Linked DNA regions of Sus scrofa: region 1 is linked to region 2. Evidence: chromatin contacts called from public Hi-C data. All regions are on one chromosome and are shown on one strand. Each heading gives the region's core, a stretch centred on a gene start, on an enhancer-like site or on the middle of the called end of the contact. The rest is flanking DNA. Distances are from core to core; before and after follow the strand shown. Region 1 has its middle 68 kb from the start of PPP2R3A. Region 2 has its middle 140 kb from the start of PPP2R3A.

What was found. A called contact is a pair of places that touch in the nucleus more often than the background predicts.
Region 1: a contact with region 2 is called in a Hi-C map of skeletal muscle, with 7 times the contacts expected there. The contact joins two enhancer-like sites. A contact is called at or near these places in 8 of 47 Hi-C or Micro-C datasets (embryonic fibroblasts, epiblast stem cells, fetal skeletal muscle and 2 more) and 1 of 2 datasets of contacts at active chromatin or transcription factors (skeletal muscle).

Annotation. Positions count from the first base shown.
Region 1 is chr13:76,874,378-76,880,377 of Sscrofa11.1, forward strand. No RefSeq gene overlaps it. Among named protein-coding and RNA genes, the nearest start is that of PPP2R3A, 68 kb to the right of the region's middle. Within about 2 kb of position 1,399, at least 4 of the 83 cell types and tissues checked have an H3K27ac peak or open chromatin away from gene starts, as enhancers often do. A contact at or near this core is called in skeletal muscle, where this site is marked.
Region 2 is chr13:76,805,385-76,811,349 of Sscrofa11.1, forward strand. No RefSeq gene overlaps it. Among named protein-coding and RNA genes, the nearest start is that of PPP2R3A, 140 kb to the right of the region's middle. Within about 2 kb of position 4,612, at least 2 of the 83 cell types and tissues checked have an H3K27ac peak or open chromatin away from gene starts, as enhancers often do. A contact at or near this core is called in skeletal muscle, where this site is marked.

The sequences.
Region 1 (6,000 bases), core at 149-2,648, 66 kb after region 2:
ATTCCATGGCTAGTAAAAACCAAAATAACTGCTCCTTTCTTTGTCTATTCACTTACAGAAACGCCACTACAGAGAAAGTCATACTTATAGAAATAATAAATCTTAATAATGCCATCAGGAAAACTGACTTTTAATGATAAAGAATTTACGCAAGATACTAAGCAAACATTGCAGCAAACTAATCCGGGCTGTTAAACAAACAATTAAAAGTAATCATGCAAGATAAACTCTTCAGAAAGAAGAAAGCTTCTCAAAAGGAGTATTTACCTGTGGATAGAGAAAAATGAATATTAAATTTAAAGAAATAGACAGGCTATATCTTCCTCCAGACAAAAAGATTGTTGTCTCACACTTGAATATTTGTTGGTTTATTCTGAACATTATTTTAATATTTCATCAGAAAAATTATTTTCCCTCTAAGCACATAGCTTTTTCTGTTACATCCATGTGTACACCCAAGGCTGAATGCTTTTACGGAAGGAATATATTGCTAATCTTTGAAAGACATGATAGAATATATAATTTATTGAAATTTACTTTTTTATCAGATTTGTGAGAACATGTCTGAGGCATGCAATTAGGTGTCTCTACACATGATACAGGCCCTACTTCCTAAGTCATTTTAGCCAAAACTCAAGGATATGTCACCCATAAAGCATATGCAATTTGAGAGATTGAACTGGTATAGAAGTCAGCTGGGTTCTAGCTCTGTTTTGTCACCATCAGCTGTGGAACCTTGGACTAGACCCCTCCCTCCCTGGGCCTCAGCAAGAAATATTCTCGACATTGAGATAGGCTGGGACTTGGGACCTGGTACCCTTTGCTGCAGCACTTGCACCTGGACAAACATCTCCTCCAGCAACAAAATACAAAGAAGCTGTAAGGGACTAACAATAACTGTGTGCATGGGCAGTTGGAGCAAATTGTGAACAATAAGATACCAAAAGAAACAAAAACCCAAATGTCACTTCTGAGAAGCTGGGAGCAAAAGCAGGGTACTGTACATGCACTTGCACACAGCACCACCAAAGGGGTTAGCGGACCACCCAAGCCACCCATCCTTCTCAACCCCTATGGACCCCTACCCTCGCCCCATGTAAGGAACCAGCTCCCCACCCCACCCCCACCCCCACCCCCTAACCCCTGCCGGGGGAGCAAGGGAAACTATTACTTGTTTTTGCTCCCTCCTGCTGCAGCAGGAGCCCCCAGTAAAGCCTTGCCTGAATTTGTTGTCTGGCCTTTTGTCAATTTCTATTGATTAAGAAAGCCAAGAACCCTGGTAGATAACAATATGTCCTCTAACTCTAAACTTTTGTGGTCTGTGGGATAGAGGATCAGGTGAGATCAGAAGAAAGCCCAGCTGAGTAAGAGAAGTGCCAATTCAAAGTTCAACTGAGGACATGAACGATATTACATGACAGATCCAGGGCTGGAAACCTCTAATTAACTGGAGATGATGAGGGTGGGTGTGGCAAGGACAGCCTCAGCCCAGAGTGTGGAGCTCAGTACTGCTGTTTTATTAATTTTATGATTTCACCTTGATATCACTGTGTTCTAAAAACTCTTTGGCAAGGTGGGGGAAAGATTTATAAGCCATAATGCCAAGGAGGATAGATATTTATAGCAGCTGAAATACTCCTCATAGCTATTTAGAGTGACTGTTCCAGTTATGTAGGAAACTAGAGCCCTCAACCAGTCATCAAAACATTGCCCAACAAGTACAGGATTAGTTAGAGCTGAGCTGGTGCTGAGAGAGGAAGGAATAGCATACAGGACCTCTCAGGTCAGATTAAAGAAAGTTTAGTTTATATGCACACCACTATCTATAAAATAGATAATCAACAAGGACTACAGTATAACACAGGGAACTCTATTCAATATTCTGTAATAATATAAGGGAAAAGAATCTGATAAAAGAATGAATATATGTTTATTTATAACTGCATTGCTTTACTGTACGTCTAAAACCGGCCCAACATTGTCAATCAACTATACTCCAATATAAAATAAAAATTAAAAAAAAAAACACAGAGAACTTAATGCTGGACTTCAAAGGAACTGTGACTACACAAAACAGTATGCAAAATTACACAGGAATGTGGCCATCTGCCTTTTCCTATGAGTGTCCACAGCCTTCATCAGCTTTTAAGAGAAGTCAGTGATCTCTAAAAGTCCATGAACTAGTGGGAAATACAGAAGACTAGACTTCAGATAGAAAGGGTGGAGACTGAGGCAGCTCTGAAGAGTCTGAAATCAGGATCCAGAACTGAGGGACAGGGTGAAGATTCTCTGAGAAGGCTTAAGTCTGGAAGGAATGGTCGAGCAGAGGCTTGGTCCAGGTCAAATGGGATGCTATCACACTGACTCCAGGGATCCCTGCAAGGGTCAGGTCCACAGATCAGCCACACATGGGGGATTCAATGGCCCCCACACATGTAAGGCTGTAAGGCCTGTGGGTCACCAGGGCTTGGCTCCTGCAAACCCTACTAAACGATACAGCCGATTCAACAAAATTATCCACAAACAGATGGGAGGCATAGGCCTGGGTCTCATTCACCCCAGGCTTCAGCCTCCTCTGACTGAGCACTGCCCCACTATCCTATGTCTTCCCTTTTCCCCTAAGTCTCCTCCTATGGGCAAAGGGGACACCAGGGAAAGAGAAGATAGGTTTGGCCCCAGGAGGCCAGCAGGAACACATGCAGTATTACCTCTTACAAGAGCTTTTGTCAGAGTGGATGGCTGACAACACCATGGGCCATGGTGACATTCCAATGTAAACTGTAATCATTAAAATGAAATAAAATCAAAAATTAACTTTTTCAATCACAGGAGCTGCATTTAAAATGGTCAGTATCACTGAGTGAAGTAAGTCAGAAAGAGAAAGACAAATGCCATATGATATCACTTATATCTGGAATCTAATATAAGGCACAAATGAACCTTTCCACAGAAAAGAAAGCCATGGACTTGCAGAATACACTTGTGGTTGCCAAGGGGGAGGGAGTGGGGTGGTTGGGGAGCTTGGGGTTAACAGATACAAACTCTTGCCTTTGGAATGGATTAGCAATGAGATCCTGCTGTGTAGCACTGGGAACTATGTCTAGTCACCTATGATGGAGCATGATAATGTGCGCAAATAGGGTGTGCACATGTGTGTGTAACTGGGTCACCATGCTGTACAGTAGAAAAAAAATTGTATTGGGAAAATAACTATTAAAAAATAATAATAATAAATTAAAATTACAATGGTCAGTATCAGAGTTCCTGTTGTGGCTCAGTGGGTTAAAAACCCAACCAGTATCCATGAGGATGCAGGTTGGATCTGGCATTGCTATGGCTGTGGTGCAGCTCTGATTCAACCTGTAGCCTGGGAATTTCCATATGCCACAAGTGTGGCTAAAGAAAATAAGGAAGGAAGGAAGGGAAAAAGGGAGAAAGGGAGAAAGAAAGAAAAAGAAAGAAAGAAAGGAAGAAAGAAAGAAAGAAAGAAAGAAAGAAAGAAAGAAGGAAAGAAAGAAAGAGAGAAAGAAAGGCTCAATAGCTAAATATAGTTAGTGGCTACTTTTTGGACATTATATAATATGTCCATCATCACAGAAATTTCTTCTCTGTATAATCCAGCACTAAACTCTATGACACAAACAGTAATTACAGTAGTAATTCACAAAACAGTAGAGCCAAAAGTGAACAGAAATAGCTGTAAAGTGCTTCAGGGAGGAAAGGGAACTGACACTGAGCCTCAGGAGATGAAACAAAAGCATGGGAAGGGGTATTTCATCCAGAGGCCATAATAAGAATGCAGTGAGATTAAGAGGAAATGAACGAAGACCTGGCTGGAACCTGGTGCAACTTCATGATAAACGTATACAGCAGGAATGAATGAATGGATGAATGTAGGAAACAAGAAAAGTAGGCAAGCTGGAGGCAGATTGCCCAAGAATTTCAATACCAGGCATTGTAATTTAGGCATGACAATAATAGCTACTAACACTGGTTACCACTTACTTCATGCTTATCGTGTTTCAAGTTTTGTACCAAAATATTTACATAAATTATTAAATTTATTCTTCACGACACCAAGAGGCAAGTGCTTTTAACTCTATGATGAGATTGACAAAACCAAGGGTTGGAGAGTTTAGGTAACGATACCTGAGATCACGCAGCTTGGAAACGGTGGGCTGCCATTCCAGCAATACTGCCATTGCTGCCAGTGCTTTTACCTTATGCTTTCCTGCTCCCTGCCTGACTTCTGAATATCTTGCATTTTAATTAAGAAGGGCTTTTTGCCTCTACCCTTTGCAGTATCCATCAACAGTTTCCAAGGCAACTCTCCTGGAAGTCCCTTTATGTTTTTCCAGCACTTAGGGAAAATACTTTCTTGACAGAGCCCTCAGTCCTTAGCAGTTTAGATGGTAAGGTGTCAGCAAAGACAGGAACATGACAGCGGCGGGGGGGTTGGGGGGGTAGAAAATGACAGAAATGCCCCCACGATGTGGACCAGAGGCATCTAGAAAAAGAGGCTGGTGTCTTCAAGGTCTGACCAAATTTCAAGGCATTGATGTCTATGCCAAAAGTCATCTACCCAACTCAGAGCCCTGTGTACCCATCAGGTATGTAAGGCAGGATTCCTGGCTCCATGGGGACCTGGCACCTTCGCAGCCATCTTCTTTCACTCCTTCAAAGAGCTTGTTGGTTATCTTCTTTTGTAGCTTTGGGTTCTGGAGTTTTGCACACATGGACCCTTCCCTCTTATAACCAATACTACAAATTGAGCTGGCTGCTCCTGGGCTGACCCAGCCTTGGACTATGACCATAAATTGGAGCAAAAGGCTTCCCATGGGAGAGAGACATTAACAGGATTTTCCACACCTCTGTGCTTTTTCTATAGAAATAGAATACTTTATTAAGTTAACAAAGCATGACAATTCATCTCAAATTATTATAGATAAAAATTGATTACGACATTTAGAGCAAGATTTAAAGAAATACATATACCTAGTCGCTACCTTTAATCATTCACCTCTTAATCTCATCTTGGCACTTGCCCAAAGCTTGGGCCAGAATTCATCCCATGTCTCTCCTGAGAGTTTAAATCCTGTTTGCGGTTGGTACTCTTGGCACTTTTCTTTTCTTCAGGCCGTCAGAGATTTGGGCACCAATAAATATTTCACATGGTTTCTCTCCAGCTTTTCACAATATTAGCTGCCTTCACACAGCTTATCGGCGAGATGGTGCCCTGCTGTGTCGTAACATTCTAATTAACAGTCTTGCTGTCTAATCGTTCTGCTTCTCTATGTGAGAGACTGGTCTTCTACTCCACACCATTTGCCAACAGCCAAGAAGGGAAAGTGATGAGCATCAAACCACATACTGCTCATGGTGTGAAGCACACAACACACATACACACACACATGAGCAGCTTTTCTTTTTATCAATCAAGAAAAGGATGATTTGACACAAAGAAGTCCTTCTTCAACCAGCCCTTCCATCCATGCAAGTCAAGTGTTGGTTTTCTTACTGACGTGTTTAATAAGAGTTAAAGACCTCCAATTTACAATCCTCATTCTATCTAAACCAGACTTAAGCAGAACATAAGATGTTTAAACCAAGAGGGAGATAAGTTTTTCTTTCATATCTTATGGTAGTAGATTGTCAGATGTAAGGGTAAAACATCAAATTTGTCCATCATGAGAATTAGTTCTGGGAGTTCCCGCTGTGGCACAGTGGAAACGAACCTGACTAGGAACCATGAGGCTGCAGGTTCCATCCCTGGCCTCGCACAGTGGATTAAGGATCCAGCGTTGCCGTGAGCTGTGGTGTAGGTCGCAGGAGCGGCTTGGATCCGGCCTTTCTGTGGCTCTGGCATAGGCCAGTAGCTGTAGCTCCGATTAGACCCCTAGCCTGAGAACCTCCATATGCCGTGGGTGCAGCCTAAAAAGCAAAAATAAAATAAAATAAATAAAAAATTAAATTAAAAGTTTTTAAAAAGAGAGAGAGAAT
Region 2 (5,965 bases), core at 3,362-5,861:
TCCTTCCCCGGCTGTTTTCTGACTCTCCCAAAAGTGCTATATCATTTAGGAGTCACTCAAACCCAGGTTTAACCAGCTGTCTGAGCTTGGGAGTTATGTAAAATCTCTGAGCCTCAGTTTCCCATTTGTAAAATGAATACAATTAACCCCCCCTCCAGAAGCTTCTGGATGGAGAGATGAAGTGCTTAGCAACCCTCCCTGCTAAGTAATGAGTATTATTAGTACCGCTTATTAGCAGCCGCTTTGGGGGCAGCTGTCTTGGGCTTAAGTGTCTGGGCACGCATCTGAGGCTGACAGCAAGGGAGAGGCAGTATGAGCCCTGGTGTTCCCGTCCCACTTCACGTCCCTCCGTCCTACAGCTACAAACTCAGTTATTCTTTGGCTGTGAGCTTCCATCCCCCACCTTGTGTGATTGAATTAACAGAAGCACAAACGCAGGTGTCACTATGATTTATGGAGTAATTAATAAACAATTAAGGTGTCTTGGAGCACAATTACACATTTTATTTCAGCCGTCTTGCCCAGTGATGGCTTGGCTTGCCCACACTCGTTGAAGACAGTGCCTGGCCCATTGCGGTAGATGACCTGTGAGGCTGTGTGGGTTTTATGTAAAACCAGGGCGTGGGGCAGACACTGCCTGAGAGGCATAAAGTCAAGTATGCTGCCTTCAAAGGCAGCCGGCCCTGAAACAGCCTGGCCTGTGTCAGGTCTCTGTGTGGCTTCTCTACCACCCAGCAGCAGGAGAAGCCTCTGGGGACATCTTCTCACAGGCTCTGGGGTTGGCCAGGAGATCAGGAGGCACACAGAGCCACATGATCACTTCCTGTCACTGCTGTAAGTGGACTGTCAAGGCTGTGGTGGAGCCCTGTCTAACCGGCCACCTGTCCGTGCCCCAGACAGAAAGAGGCACTGTGTCCCCCCTTCTCCTGAGAACAACGGCCTTCCCAACATCAAAGCCAACAAGGCTCCTACTTTTGTCCCCATCTCAGTCCACTTCCCAGGTTCCCTCCCCTCGGGGGAACGGTCCCATCATCCCCTCCCCACATCAAGCTCCATCACCAAGTCCTAGTTACCTTCTAAACACTGCGAAACCCACTCACTCCAACCCCACCCTCTCCACTCCTCACCTGGAATTCTTTTATGTCTTCCCATTGATCTTAGGAAAAAGACCAAAAGCTGACACCACTCCCACCCATGAACTGTCAAACCGAGACAACTTACCCATCCCCTCACCAATGACATGGCCCCTACCCTTCCCTTTGGCCTTATGGTCCACCTCTCTTGGTCACTCTGTTGACCAGACTGGACACCTGTCTCTTTGGACCTGTTGGGGCACCAGCTCACCCTACTCCTACCCTTAGCCACTGTCCCCACCAGGCTCCCTCCATCCATTTGTCCAGGCTGTTATTCTCACCACTCACTCCTTTCACTGTCCCAAGCCCAAACCCATCAATGAGAACCCAGTTTCTGAGTTTCTTTTTCTAAGAAGTCTTCCCTTTTTAGTCTGGCCCACACTGACTGCCCCCCACCCCACCCCCGTCAATGCCTGCATACAGCATCAGCTTTTTTTCATTTTGCTTTGCTTGGTCTTGATTTTTGCTTGCTGGAAGACAACACGGTATAGAGGGTAAGAGCACAGGTGTTGGGTCAGTTAGTCCTGGGTTCAAGTCCTGGCTTAGCCACTTGCTGGCTATGTGACCTTAAGCAAGTAACTTAAGCTCTCTGCACCTTTTTACACATCTGTAAAATGGGGGTCATTGTTCTGAAGAATAAATGAGCTAAAGTGGTTAGCATAGCATAGTACCTGGTATAGGAAATACTCAGTGAAAATTAGCCTTTATCATCTCTCTCTCTCACACACACACATCACACTTTATAATGAAAACTTTTTTATTGAAGTACACTTGATTTACAATGTCGTGTTAGTTTCAGGTATACAGCAAAGTGATTCAAATATTATATATACACACACACACATATTCTTTTTTCAGATTTTTCCCTTATAGATTTTTACAAGATATTGATCCCTGTGCTATACAGTAGATCCTTGTCGATTACTTATTTTATATATAGTAGTGTGTATCTATTAATCCCAAATGCCTAACTTATCCCCCACTCCTTCCCCTTTGGTAACCATAGGTTTGTTTTCTATGTCTGTGGGTCTATTTCTGCTTTGTAAATGAGTTCATTTGTATCATTTTTCAAGATTCCACATATAAGCAATATCATATGATATTTGTCCATAATGAGATTCTAACAGCCACAAAGGCAGGGATGGGATCAAACTCATTTCAAATCTCTAGAAAGACAAGCTATCATTCAGAAACTACTCCTCTGGGAGTTCCCATCGTGGCTCAGCAGAAACAAATCTGACTAGCATCCAGGAGGACGCAGGTTCGATTCCTGGCCTTGCTCAGAGGGTTAAGGATCCGTTGTTGCCGTGAACTGAGGTATAGTTCACAGACTCCCGGCTCAGATCCCACACTTCTGTGGCTGTGGTGTAGGCCAGCAGCTACAACTCTGATTCAGTCCTTATCCTGGGAACGTATATATGCCTTGGGTGCGGCCCTATAAATACAAAAAAAAAAAAAAAAAAAGAAGAAGAAGAAGAAAGAAAAGAAAAGAAAAGAAACTACTCCTCTGGCTCCCACAGTAGCCTTCACCTCATCTTTCACTTCAAGGGATTCTTTTTTCTCCTTCCATTGAAACTCCAGTCTTAAGCATCTATCCTTAGCCCATGTCCCAAGTTCTTTGACAACTATAGCACTGTGGCTCCAGGTTGAGTGTGGCAGTGAGACTAGAGTTGATAGGTAAGGTGTTCCTGCAATACTGGGGACACACTTAAAAAAGTCATTATTTACATGAATTCAAATTTAACAGGGCATCCCATATTTTTATTTTCTAAGTCTGGCAAAGGTGGGACCTTCTCCAGGACCTCCAGCCCCACAGCACTCTCTCATTTCTCCATTGAGAAATTCCACTGAGACCAAAATGGTGTCCCGCGGCCTCTCATGCAGAGCTGGGGTCATGTTTATTACAGCCAACTTAATTCTTCAGTTAAACACGTCTACACATGAAAAAATAGTAAAACCCATATAGTGGATTTAACAGTACGAAAAAATAGTAAGACCCATATAGGGGATTCCTGACTTTCTCTCCACTCCCTGACTTTATCACACCAGGAACACACACAAAGGAACAATAAATACAATGGATGGGGCGGGGAGGCAGAAGTGGCTACAATAATCTAAGTTCCCTTCCATTTTTCACCTTGCATGTAGAATGTGGGTGGACTGCTCACTGGTACCGTGTGTGTCCAAAAATACACTGAGAGGTAATCATCACTTTCACTGGTAAGAGAATTCTTAGATAAGAATTCTTTTCTTTTGGTGTTGGTAAATATTGTTCCACATTCTCCTGGCATCTGGTTCTGTGAACGAGTCTAAAAGTTTTTCCTTTGGAAATGACCCACTTTTTCCATCAACAGTCTGTTAAATTTTTTCTTTTTCTTCAGTGCTCAATGACACCACCTGACCATGTTTTAGGGTACGTCTGTTTGCAACTATTCTGGAACCTTTTGTGAGCCCTTCCACACTCAGAACCTCATCTTTCTTCAGTCAGGAAATATTTCTTCTGTGGCATCTCTAATTATTACTTCTCCCTCGACCCTTCTAGAACCCCTGGTTGGTTGGGGGTGGGGGAGGTTTTCATATTATGTTACTTGGATGTATTTCTTACCTTTTTTGCTCTTGATCTCCACATTTTTGTGTTTTTATTTTCTTTGTGAACCATTTCTCCCATGGAATCATCCAGAACACTAATTTAATTTCCAGTAGTGACAAGTCCATCTTAGAGTTCACCTGTCAATTTTTTAAATTTCTTAATTAAAATTGCTCTGTGTTGCCTTAGAAAATCAACGTTTTCTCTGGTTTTCCTGGAGCCTTCTTCCTTCCATTCTACTCAAGCTCTCTTCTGCCTCATTTTCTTCTACTTGTTCTAGTTGTTTGCTAAATTCCCCAAAGCGAGTGATGAGTTTGCTTTTTCTCCTCGGAATTATGTCCCCTGAGCATTCCGACAGTTTCAGCTGTTGAGGGTCTCTTGAACCAGAAGGCATCAGAAGGATGGTGGATTTTTGCCCTCTTGTGGGCTGGCAGTGAATGAGCTGTCAAATGAGGAGCATCTCAGAGATTTGTGCAATCTTCTGTCTTCACCCTGAGAATGGAGAGCCTCCTCTACTCTGGTCACTCTGCCCTCACCTGGGCCAAATGCCCAGCATCACACCTGCTTGGGCTCACCAGCAGGCCCAGCTAATGTTCCTTTATCCCGCAGAGACGATCTCTATGGAGAGGGCCTGGAGGCCACAGGGCTGGGGGCTAGACTCAGGACAACAGCTTTCCCAGTCTCCATGGTCAGTGCTACTAAGACATCCTCATCACTGTCCTAGAAGAAGCCAGAATTCCTCTGGGAGGGCTGAGTGAATAGTTCCTTTCAAGGCAGTTGTGGGAGAGCAGGAAGTGATCTGAGTTTGGAATCAAAAGACTTGGACTTGAGATCCAACTCTAAGCACTGCGTAAATGTTAAAGTGCATATGTCACCATGAATTATCTCTGTAATCATATTACTGAACCAGACTGATTCCAGGCCTGGGTCTTGAGCCAGGCCCTCCCAGTGCTCTCCAGGGAGGCACATTTTTCTGCAGAGTGCTCCACTCAAACTCTTTAGGGAAAGGGAGCCATGATAAATCAAAGACTAAATAACAATAGCAGAGGCTACACCATATTTTCATAGCATGTTTATGAGGATATCATATGGAACAGAGCTAAAGGGCTTACTGAAGTCAGGATATTTTACATCTATTGCTTTTGCCTTATCTTCCAGACCTGTCATTCTGACATTGGAGGAAATTAAATTGGTCTGATGTGATTGGTCCCCTGCACAGTCACGCTAGCTTTCATCCAGTCCCCTCTGGTTTTCTGGTATTTGTAAATTAATTATTGAATGATTTGTTGCGATAGTTCTCATAGGATAATAGCGCCTGTCACAGCACATGACATTTATAATATGTTTTTGAGTTTCTGTGCTAAGTAAATGGGAACTACTATTGTGGGTCTCTATCAAAGGTGTCAGATGATCGGGCATGAGGATGAGTGGACAGGTTGGGCTCTCCTCTGAGCTGGAGAAACCACTCATCAAGAACTCTAGGGGAGTTTCTGTTGTGGCGCAGCAGAAATGACTCTGACTAGTATCCATGAGGATGCAGGTTCGATCCCTAGCTTCCCACAGTGGATCAGAGATCTGGCATTGCCATGAGCTGTGGTGTAGGTTGCAGACACAACCTGGATCCCACATTGCTGTGGCTGTACTATAGGCCAGCAGCTATAGCTCCAATTTGACCACTAGCCTGGGAACTTCCATATGCAGGGAGTGTGGCCCCAAAAAGCAAAAAAAACAAACAAACAAACAAACACAAATTCCCTTTAGGAAAGGGAACTGTAAAAATTATCCTTACTCTTATCAAAAATTTGCCAAGTTAAACCACTTTTCCCTTCCTCCTTCCCTTTTCTCACTCACTCCCTTCGTTTACCAAGTGATGAACCTACCCTGAAAGTATTCATTCAAGTGAAGATACCTTAGAACACAGCTGATCATTGACCCAGGAAAGATATGAGACATTGCTACCTTGCCCCAACCTTGTCAATTCAGGACTGCTAGAAGCCAAAGCCAGAGCCCCAAGTCCCAATCACAAACCACAGACTGCAGTTTGTGGCACCTTTGGTGTGTGTGTGGGGGGGGGGGTTATGAAAGAGGGAAATAAAAGTCAAGTTAATGGGATCTCAGGCTCATTGTCCCATGGTCTGGCTGGATCAGGTCACAGAGCCTCTGAGGATCTCACCTGTCCAGTGAAGGAACTTGACTAGGTGTCCTCTGAGGGTCCTTCCAGAGAGTAGCTCTGCTTGAGACCAGG